2 separate regions of the Hordeum vulgare genome follow, and region 1 is linked to region 2. Evidence: chromatin contacts called from public Hi-C data. All regions are on one chromosome and are shown on one strand. Each heading gives the region's core, a stretch centred on a gene start, on an enhancer-like site or on the middle of the called end of the contact. The rest is flanking DNA. Distances are from core to core; before and after follow the strand shown.

Region 1 (5,449 bases), core at 1,572-4,071, 57 kb after region 2:
CACGTGACCCGGGCGTGGGCGGGTGGGGACGCCCCGCTCGCGCCGCGCTGGGCGCACCGCAGAGCTCGGACGGCCGCCGGAAAGCAACGACGGAACGTCAGCGGCGACCCCGGTGGTGTCGTCTCGCCTCGTCGGTACGCAGCACGACGCGCTTTCATTTTGCTTTGCATGCTTTGTGTGGACAGGGCCGCCGGGCCTACAGGTTAAGCCGTGCTAATCACGGCCTAGATCGCCGCAAGTTATCTGAAACCAACCATCGCCACGGAAATTCGCATAAAAAAACAACTCCCCCTCGAATCTTCTAAGCTACTCCCGCGTAGAGTAATCGACTGCCAATTAACGTCGCCATGGAGCATTCGAGACGCGCCTATAAACTAACACCCGTAGTAAAAGAAAGATCAGGTAATGGCCGTAATCACTAGAAGTGCAGACTCAGCGGTATGACCACTTAATAAACTAGTATTAACACTGCTTCCACGTAAAGTAAGATTGCAACAGTCGTGAAACCACAGGGGAGGCGGGAGGAAGAAAGAACGAGCGGCCGGGGGAGAGACGAGAGCAGACAGTGGAGTACGCTAGGCCACCAACAGGTTGGCAGAAAGGGTGGAGCCGTCCACCGGATTTCAGATGTGGATCACCGGCGCCCACATCGCCCCCACATATACTACTCCCCCCCTCCTGACTAGTCCACACGCGCCAAATCTCCCTCGAAATCCCGCTTATCCCAGTCATTAAGTGGCCAGAAGCACCCAAACCCTATTCTATCAATCTAATTTTTCTTTTTTGCACTACTAATTAAACTACCTGATCAACTTGCATGCTCGTTTGCTTGGCTCCATATACCACTGCACGCCTCTCGTTTCACATTGCCACGCGCGTTCCTTCGTTCGTAGACTGGTGGCCACTGGAACGGCTCAGGCCTGCAGCTGCATGTGCCGGTGCAGTTGGGACGACGCCAAGCCAAACCCGCGCGGCGGCCGGGCGCTTAACGCAAGCAACCACCTTGTGTTAGGCAGTTGATCGAACGCGGCAAAGCTCTCCCAGGCCACAGGAACTCTGCTGCCGTGCCGCCACTTTGCCCTTCGCTGTCGCCGGTGGAGCAAAAATGTTAGCGTTAGCAGGGAGGATTGATCGGTGAACGAAGAACGAACGGTCGTCAATTAGCTGCGTAAACACGCACGTTCGTGTCGTGGTCGCTGGACGGTGCGCGTGGGGGCAGAAATTCCAGTTTGCTTTCGGTAAAACCCTGCTACTAAAGATAGAAAATAGAAACGATTTCCGCAGATATGCATGGCTGTGCTTTGGTGTCGCCATCCATGGAGTAAGTAAATAAAGATACCGATCGGTCTCAGTTGGAGCGAGGACGGTGCGGGTGTGAACGGAATTTCACAATAAACTTCCAGTAAAACCATAGTATATGAACCGACAGAGCAGCGCGCCATTTGAAAACTCCACCGGCTTATTTAGCCCGGCCGCGCAGGTCAACAGGCCGTTGGTGGTCAAGTTCAGACGCAACACAAAAACTTGAGCTGCACGTACTACTGGTAGTACTACTACTCCTGGGTAGCAGTCAAGCCAGCCTAACCGGACCGTTTATTATTTGTTTTTACGAGAGCCCCGTTGATTAGTCGTCTGATGGATTACTGTTGACGGGCACATCACACGAGCAAGTACCCGTACCACTGTACCGGGTAGCTTGCCAAGCAACTTTCATCCAACGAGAAATGGTTAGGTGCGTTCCACCGAGACTTTCCCCACGGCAAGCAATTAAGCAAGCAAGCAAGCAGCCACTGGTGCTGGTCAAGACCCGACGCAGCCTAGTGGCCGGCACGCCGGAGGGCGCGGGGCACCCGGCCGCCCGTCCGTCCGCTGAACCTGAACGGCTGAACCGCAGCGTCGGTCGCCGTCGGTCGTCCCTGTCTCGCGCGTCGTAACTGCGTCGATCGGGAGGGGGCGTAGCGCAGTGGCGTACGTAGCAGGAGATCGATTCCAAATCCGGTGCACGGGCCGATTGGGACCGGCCCGTGCGGGACTCTCGTCGGGTCGATTCGATTCGATTCAACCGGCCGGCCGCCCGCAGTCGTGCAGGCACGGCAACCCGCGGAATTTCTCCTCTGGGTCTGGGATAAACCATTCCCGCAGAACCGGAAGAAAATGCTGTTATACTTCCTCCAAAAAGAAAAAGATCCGCTTGTCTTTTCAACCGAAAAGAAAACGAGGCTGCGATAATGTCACCCCCAGTCAAGCACGTCACGGTTGCTCAACAGATAAATGGCAGGAATTGCCGCTTACGTTCGGTAGGAGTAATGTGCTGAATAGAATTCCCTTTCGCCCTCACTTGGCCTTTTTGATTGGGCGTCCGCCAATCAGCTTCGCCAGTCGCGCCTCATGATTTCCGGGAGGGAGAGTACACACACTGTCCCCGTGACAGTGAGATCGGTCACTCGACACCGTGATCTGAGCACCGGCTCCGGTGCGGTGCACTGCACGTACAAATGCGTCCACCGGGCAGGCCTAAATAATTGGCGGGCGGGAAGCCATGCACGCATTATTGGGCGCCACGGACCAAACCAGAGCCGCAGGGGGGAGGAATTATTGGGCGCCCACGATCGAACCGCACCGCATGTGGGGTGTCCCCCAGCGCGGGGTGGAGCGGATCGGACGTCCGTCGGGCGGATCCGACGGCGGTGGGCTGCCGAACACGGGTCGCGGTACACCACTCGTCCGCCCGAAGGGGATGTGGGATGGATAGGGAGGTGACACCAGCAGCGCCGGCTCGGCTTATAAATGCGCTCCCCACGACCCCCCCTCCCTCACTGTATCCACCCCACCACCACCACCACCATAGAAGCTCAGAGCAGGCAGCCCCTGAAAGAAGGCGAAAATTGCAGACGGGTCCAGGGATCGATCCCCAACACCGGCCGCCGCGATGGGCATCTCCAGCATGCCGGCGCCCAAGGAGAGCCTCCTGATCTACCTGCTCTACCACGCGGTCGTCTCGATCGCCGCCCTGGCGGGGCTCCTCCGCGCCGCGCTCGCCTTCCTCGGCCTGCCCACGCCGCCGTCGCTGCTGGCCGGGGAGGACGCGGATGGCGGCGACCAGCTCACGGCGGCCACCCCGGCCGGCCCCAGCCTGGCCGAGAGGTTCAGGAGCAGGTTCCGCCCGGCGCGCTTCGGCCGGAGGCGGGGCGCGGCGGCGGCGCCTGACTGCCGCGTGTGCCTGGTGCGGTTCGAGGCGGACGCCGTGGTAAACCGCCTCCCCTGCGGCCACATGTTCCACCGCGCCTGCCTCGAGACCTGGCTCGACTACGACCACGCCACCTGCCCGCTCTGCCGCTCCCGCCTCCTCCCGGCTGTGGCCGCGGCCGCCGACGAGTCGTCGCGGTCGCCGCCGGCCCCCAGCCTGACGGCGTGGATGTAGAGACGAGTCAAGACGAGACAAGAGAAGAGAGATTCGCCCCGTCGCCCCCGGCTACGTGCTAGCTCCGTGTGTGGCCTCTCCGTGTGCGCGTAGGAATTTAGGTCGATCCTAGCAAAGCAGAGAGGGTGCTCGTTCCCCTTCGCATCCCTCCCTCCTTTTTTTTTTTGATTTCGTTTTCTGTAGGCCTCGTGCCGTCGCTGTGCCGTGTACATATTTTTCAGCAGAGAGCGCTCCTACGGGTGTAGCGCTTTGTGTGATGAGAGATTTGCGTGCAGCCCTTGGCCTTTTTTTTTTACGAGAAACGGAAAATTGATGCGAAGAGGATTGTGTGTTCTTGCTTGCCCTCTTTCTTGGATGGCTGCCCCTAACCCGTCTCTCCAGATATTTATGAAGAAAGTTACTCTGCTGATTTTCCTTATTTTACCCCTTCCCATGTATGCCGTTGTATTACCAATTTCAGGAACTGGTACGTAATCTCAACAAGTGTTTATGAAATCGGATCGATGATTGACCACTAATTACGAAACATGATCGATCAATAAACCGTTACCAGTTTTACCAAAGTGTTCGGGTACTTTGTAGCCTTTATTAAACCAGATCAAGAAACCACTAATACCAGTTTTACCAAAGTGTTCATCAAACCAGATCAAGAAACTACTACTACTAATATTAACAAAGTGTTCATTAAACCAGATCAAGACACCACTACTATTCAGGCAATTTTAACGAAGTGTTCATTAAACCAGATCAAGAAACCACTACTATTCAGGTAATTTCTAGCGTTTATTAAAGCAGATGAAGAAACCACCACTGCTATTTTTTCCCGGGCTCCAAACAAACGGCAAGGGAATCTCCACTACTACTAATCAGGTCAGGAGTATTAAACCAAGTGGGGTTGGTTGAGTGATCGATTATTTCTTGGGGTGGCGTTGCGGGTATCCCCGGAGCAATTAGGCGAGGAGTGGAGGGCGGGGGGGACAAGGCGCTGAAAGGCACGGCAACGGCAGCGGATTGTTTATGCGCGCGGGGGCGGGTCACATGGATTACGGATACGTGCTTATCAACGTGGCCCCACTTGGCTGCGTCCGCATCGCCGATGGCACATGCCGCCAATCTTGCGCGTCCCTCCATCGGCTCCTTGTCGTCACGGCCAAGGGCCCTTTTTCTGAAGTTTTTTTTTAAGCTCCTAGGTCCCTTTTGTTATACTACTTTTTTTCACCCCTGCCCTGCAACCCCACCAAGTCATTCTTCTTTGAGATTAATGCCTTGAAAAATATAATTTTTTTGATAGGGAGAAGTTTTGAGGGATTAAGTTTAGGGCAGCTGCCATGGATACCTTTGAGAGGCCTTCCTAAAAGTCAAAAACTCACCCTTTATCTAAAAAAATCAAATTGTTTAGGGGTTAAATAATATCTGGGCTAGCACGATCCCCTGAACTTAATCCCTCAAAAATATCCTTTTGCCAATTCATCCAACCATTTTTAAACTTTATCACAATATACTCATTTAATACTCGAGAGTTCAGGTATACATATTCAATTCATAGCATAGCAAGTTTATTATTCTCAAACATAACCACATATATTTAAACAATACTATAGTCCAAATGAACTAAGAATCGAGACAAACATGATAAAAGCACAAGAATCAAGTGCTATGAAAGCGCTAATGTTGCTCAATAAGGTATCCTTGAAGTTTTTTGTGAGCTTGACGATTGGTGTTCTTCGAGGAAGGCTTTGATCCTGTTTGGGTTATGTTATGGACCCATCGATGGCCTTTGAAGAGATACCGAAAGTCATGTGAGTCGTCTATTTCATCATTGATGATTATGTTATGCAATAGACACATGTTGTCATGTTATCCCACAAGGTCTCACGCTTTTGCGACAGGGCCAGGGCATCGCGGAAGCACAGCAAATGTTCTCTCAACATCCTCTCTAAGAGATCCTCGCGTACTTGTAAAGTGGAGTGTCTTGTTACATTTAGGACGAAGGACTATCTTCACAAATGTGGCCCATGAAGGATAGAT
Region 2 (5,443 bases), core at 1,338-3,837:
TTGTTTGCTAAATGTTAGCTTCAAGATTTTCACGAAGGTGGGAACTCATAGACTAAGTACGATGGCACATTCTGTCGTGCAATCTACGCAAACAGCTTTCATGCCTGGAAGGAATATCTTAGAAGGGGTTGTTGTCTTGCATGAAACATTGCACGAAATCCATTCGAAGAAACTAGATGGTGTGATCTTCAAAGTGGATTTTGAGAAGGCATATGACAAAGTTAAATGGTCCTTTCTGCAGCAAACCCTACGCATGAAGGGTTTCGACGAGCTTTGGCGAAAGCATGTTGATTGTTTTATTAAGAAAGACAGTGTTGGGATTAAGGTGAATGATGATGTTGGTCACTTTTTCCAGACACTAAAGGGTCTTAGGCAGGGGGACCCGATGTCTCCTATCTTATTTAACATTGTTGCTGACATGTTGGCTCTCTTGATTAAACGAGCTAACAGAAAGACCTTGTAGGGGGACTTGTCCCACATCTTGTGGATGGGGGTGTCTCTATTTTACAATATGCCGACGATACGATTCTTTTTATGGAACATGATTTGGTTAAAGCCAGAAACCTGAAGCTTATTCTTTGCCTTTTTGAGCAGCTATTCGGACTGAAAATTAATTTCAATAAAAGTGAATTGTTCTGTTTTGGTAGGGCCAAAACTGAACAACACACGTACAATCAATTGTTTGGTTGTGCTAGTGGGTATTTACCTTTTACCTATTTAGGGATTCCCATTCACTATCGCAAACTCTCAAATAAGGAATGGAAATGCATTGAGGATCGTTTTGAAAAAAAGTTGAGTTGCTGGAAAGGCAAGCTTCTATCGTTTGGTGGGAGGATAGTTCTTGTTAACTCTGTTCTTACAAGCATGCCTATGTTTCTTTTATCCTTTTTTGAAGTACCTGTTGGGGTGTAGAAAAGACTGGATTTCTATCGTTCACGGTTCTTCTGGCAAAGCGATGAGGTTAAGACAAAATACAGGCTTACTAGATGGGATATCATTTGTCGACCTAAGGAGCAAGGGGGTTTAGGAATTGAAAATTTAGAGACCAAGAATAGATGTCTACTCAGCAAATGGTTGTTTAGATTATCCGGGGAATCTGAAGGTATGTGGGTACAGATTCTGACGAATAAGTACTTACAAAGCAAAACCTTGTCTCAGGTTACAGCACGCCCTACAGACTCTCCTTTCTGGAAAGGTTTGATGCGGGTGAAGACCGCCTTCTTTCACAGAACCAGATTCATTATAGGAGATGGTGAATTGACTAGATTCTGGGAAGATACTTGGTTAGGGGAGACTCCTTTAGCCATTCAGTATCCGCAGTTGTATCATATTGCGCAACGTCGACAAGCGCCCGTTGCTTCAATAATGCGCGAGACACCTCTAAATATTCATTTTCGTAGGTCTTTACTTGCTGACAGATGGATTAGCTGGCTGCATCTTGTCAGGAGGTTGATGGACATCAACCTCTCTGACAGACCTGATCGTATTCAGTGGAAGCTGATTGCGAATGGAGTTTTCTTGGTTAAATCTATGTACTTGCATCTCATAGATTCTGCGCCTATTCCCAAATCCCCTCATATTTGGAGGATCAAAGTGCCTCTTAGAATTAAGATCTTCATGTCGTTCGTCCATAAAGGAGTTATCTTAACAAAGGACAATCTTGCCAAGAGGAATTGGAATGGGCATACTCGATGCATTTTCTGTCCTAATAATGAAAGTATTCAGCACCTCTTTCTAGATTGTCCTATGGCAAAGTTGGTTTGACGCTCGTTGCACATTGCTTTCAATATCACTCCTCCTAATAGCATAAACACGTTGTTTGGGATGTGGCTGCAGGGGGTTGATAGTTTAACTACTAAATGTATTCGTGTGGGAGTGTGTGCATTATTGTGGGCCGTGTGGAACTGCAGGAATGACATAGTTTTTAACCGTCGACATAACTTTCACTTCTTGCAGGTCATCTTCAGAGTTACCACACTGATCCGTACGTGGTCATTACTCACCCATGTGGACGCCAGGGAGCCTATGGTTACTGGGTGTGTCCGATGGGAGATGGTAGCTCAGTGTATCTTCAATCGGTTTGGATGACGTCACACTAATCGGATAGGTGTTTAGGCATCTAGATATATTGTCAGCGCCGGTTTTGGACGCATTTGGCGTCTTGTATCCCTTTTTTTTATTCCTTTTATTTCAATTGTTTGGAACCAGTTGTACTCGGTTAAGACTTGAGCTTATTATTAATATATGGCCGTATGCATCTTTCGATGCAGAGGACGGGGCTAAGCCTCCTTTTCTAAAAAAAAATATCCATGCCATAGCATCTCCATGATCGAGGTTGTCGTTGGCGGAGGTGAAGCGCCATAACGATGGTCTCCTAGCTGGTTGGCCGTGATACCCGTGCCTAGCTAGCTGGTTGCTCTGCTCCGTGTCCGTTCTCGTAGCTGCATGCATGATCTTGAAGTCGGTGCACATATGTCCGGCCATCTGCATCTTTATCTCTCAAGTCGCCGGACATCTCTGACCGTCTGACTGTCGCTAGCTTGCATGATAGATTGCTCTCGTACAGCTAGCTGCTGCCGCCTGTGTGTGGAGAGAGAGGAGTCCGGACCAGCTGACAGGCAAGTCCAGAACAAGCCCAGAAAACAGCTAAGGCCAGCCAGCACGGGGAGTCCCTCCGGCTCAACTCGGCGCACAGTATCTGAATCTGAACGTATGTATATCCTGTGTGCCGCTGTTCGAACCACGCGCGGACGCGAACACTGGTTTGCACAGATGGACCCAGACGTTGTCTACACAATGAGACGACAACAGGTTCGTATGTATTCTCCAAGTTGGACTGTAAAATAACGAATAGTATTTGTATGTAAGTCGTAGAGTAAATTCATTCTGATTGTCAATGAAATTTGTTTCAGTTGGCTGCTATACTAGACGCTTCCGCTATTGTCGGCCGTGCGTTCAATTTGCACGCATGGAGAACGAGGCCCCAAAAGGCGTTTTGGCTTCCTCCGGACCAGATATCCAGATGAGATCGATGGCCATACCCATACATATACATGTAGATTTGCCATGTTTATCACCACGCACGGCGCGCGCGCGCGCACACACACGGTCGGTCAGGATGCTGCCGGAGAAGTCGCGGATGCGCGGCTTGAACCCGACGTCGCAACAAACTTGCATGGTTCGACAACGACGATCGATCGCTGCTACTGGCCATAGCTAAGCTAGCTACCAAAGGCAGCCCGTCCACACAATCGGGACCAAAGCGGTGCTGTTAGTGCTGCCGCTGCATGCAACCTGGCATGTGCGGATGTGCTCATCTCATCTCCACCCACAAAACGGGACGCAATGGGTGGCACGGCGCCCACCCCCTCTTACCCGTGCAAAAACACCTTTCTCTGCTGCTATTTCTGTTCATCGCGTCGAAGGAGACAGATGCAAAGCCTTGCCTTATAGCATCTCTAGCCGTTTGGTCCCCGAGCATATCCGATGATGACGTTTGTGCGTTTGGGTCGGCATTTTTTTGGTTTTGAAAGGCACACATTTTCAGCCGTTCCCTAAGTTTTGATCCTGGACGCACATAAATTTAAAGTTTTCTTTTTTGTTATAAAAAAGACACACATTTGATGATCATCGTGTCATAGGTCAGCGATCACCATGTCACTGATCAACGATCGAACATAGCAAAAGTCCAGCGATTAATAAGGTGAGAACCATAATCACGGAACTCAAATGACAAGCTCCTCTCATGCAGGCGTGGGAGAGCTCGGCGTTGGCGTGGGCGTCTTTCAGTGCGGTGTTGGCGTGGGTGTCATTGGTGTTGTGGTCATAATTGCATTGCTCAGCGTTCGCATGGGCGGGGTTGTGATCGTCACCGGTCCCGTCATGAGGTTCGAGATGAGGTTGTGCTTTTCCAGGTACCACGCCTTCACCTGCGGGGCCATCGTCACCATGTCTGCTCCCATCAAGAACGTCGGGTCGGTGTTTCTCTTCTTCGCGGCAACGTTGGTCCTGAGAAGGTCGAGCTTGACATCCTGCTTCATCATCAACGCCGAGCACCTCGCCTTAGACTTTTCCTCCCTCTTGGCGGAGTGACTCCTAGCGTCGGCATGCACTGTTCTATCAACGACAGCTGCCGTTCGACAGCGGTGCCGAGTCCCTTGCCGCCTTCGTACTCTTGTTGCCATCATGACGCCCTTTTGTCGCCTCCGAGACAAGCACATCCGGGTTGTAGACACTGTCCTTGGTCCTGGCGAGAGCGAGTCAGACCTCTCTCCATTTCTCGCACGACTCGATCCTTGAGAAGATACGAAGGAACTTGAACTCGAGGTCGTTGTTGTCCTGGCAAAACATGTTGAACATTTGGATCATCTGCACAAACAAAGAACAAGTGTTGGCAAAGTACACAACGAAGAGCTCGGCGAGAAGGCTATGGACATACGTGACGCTCGACGTTTGCGCCGCTTTCTGGGCGAGCAATGACCTCCTCCTGAATCCCATGCCACTTGTTGTAGGCTAGCTGGATGGTCGCCCAATGGTTGGCCATGGCCTTCTCACCATGATCCATGTGGATGCTAGAGAACTCGGGGTCGACCAACTTGCGCTCGCCAAACGCCGTCTTGACCCTTTTCCAGTAGGCGTCGGCATTCTATTTCGCGACGGTGATCGGGTCGATCTTGACGGTCTTCCATGCTTCGGCGAGGCACTCGTCTTTTTTTTACGTCCATTTGACGCGAGGCTCAACCGGCTTGGCGTTGGACGACCACCCCTTCCTTCTTCCTTTGGCCGCTGGCGCCGCCGGTTGTTCCTCTTCCACCTCATCCTCGACATCGTCGTACTCGACGTCCTCCCTGTCGCCGGCATTGTCCAGCGTGTCCTCTTGCATGCAGAACACGTGGCACGAAGGGGCAACGGCTAAGATGATCATGATGATCTCGTCCATCTAGGCGTCGATGCTGCTGAATTGCGACGAGCTTGGTGCGAAGGGCAGGGGTCCACGACACGCCGTCGTCACATGCGAGCGTGAGTACGTCGGCGAGTAGCCGTACTAGGTGGTGAGGGCATCGGTGGATGCGGAGGGTGTGCGCGGGTCGGGGCTGATGAAGACAGAGGGACGCGTGTAGAGCAATGCGGGAAGGTGATGTTGGGTTGAAGCCGCAGAGCACGTCACGGTCGACGTATTTAGGCGAGCGCGTGTACCCCCACACTTGTGGTGAGAAGCTCGCCGGCAACGCGACACTCTGCTGGCTACACCACGCGCCTTATGGGTACTGGCCTTTCTATTGAGGCGGAAGGATCTCGAGCTCATTCGCCATGGCCATGCGAGAAGACTCCTCCTGCTCCGTCGTGGCGTCCCTGGCCTTCTTCATGTTGAGCCTGTTTCGCCGGTCTTTGGTGACGCCGCCCGGTGATCAACGCCGGTCTTTCACTCGGGGTTTGTCAAGTC

What was found. Hi-C and Micro-C count contacts between places; a contact is called where the count stands out from the background.
Region 1: a Hi-C map of leaf shows a contact between it and region 2, with 2.7 times the contacts expected there. The contact joins the promoter of LOC123399170 here to the enhancer-like site in region 2. A contact is called at or near these places in 4 of 6 Hi-C or Micro-C datasets (leaf, seedling and an unstated tissue).

Annotation. Positions count from the first base shown.
Region 1 is chr5H:473,003,146-473,008,594 of MorexV3_pseudomolecules_assembly, forward strand. It overlaps LOC123399170 (probable E3 ubiquitin-protein ligase XERICO), which reads left to right and starts at 2,822. Exons shown (of 1, transcript XM_045093602.1): 1 at 2,822-3,740. The coding sequence starts at 2,930. The coding sequence ends at 3,421.
Region 2 is chr5H:472,946,239-472,951,681 of MorexV3_pseudomolecules_assembly, forward strand. No RefSeq gene overlaps it. Among protein-coding and RNA genes, the nearest start is that of LOC123399168, 33 kb to the right of the region's middle. Within about 2 kb of position 2,588, at least 3 of the 3 cell types and tissues checked have open chromatin away from gene starts, as enhancers often do. A contact at or near this core is called in leaf and seedling, where this site is marked.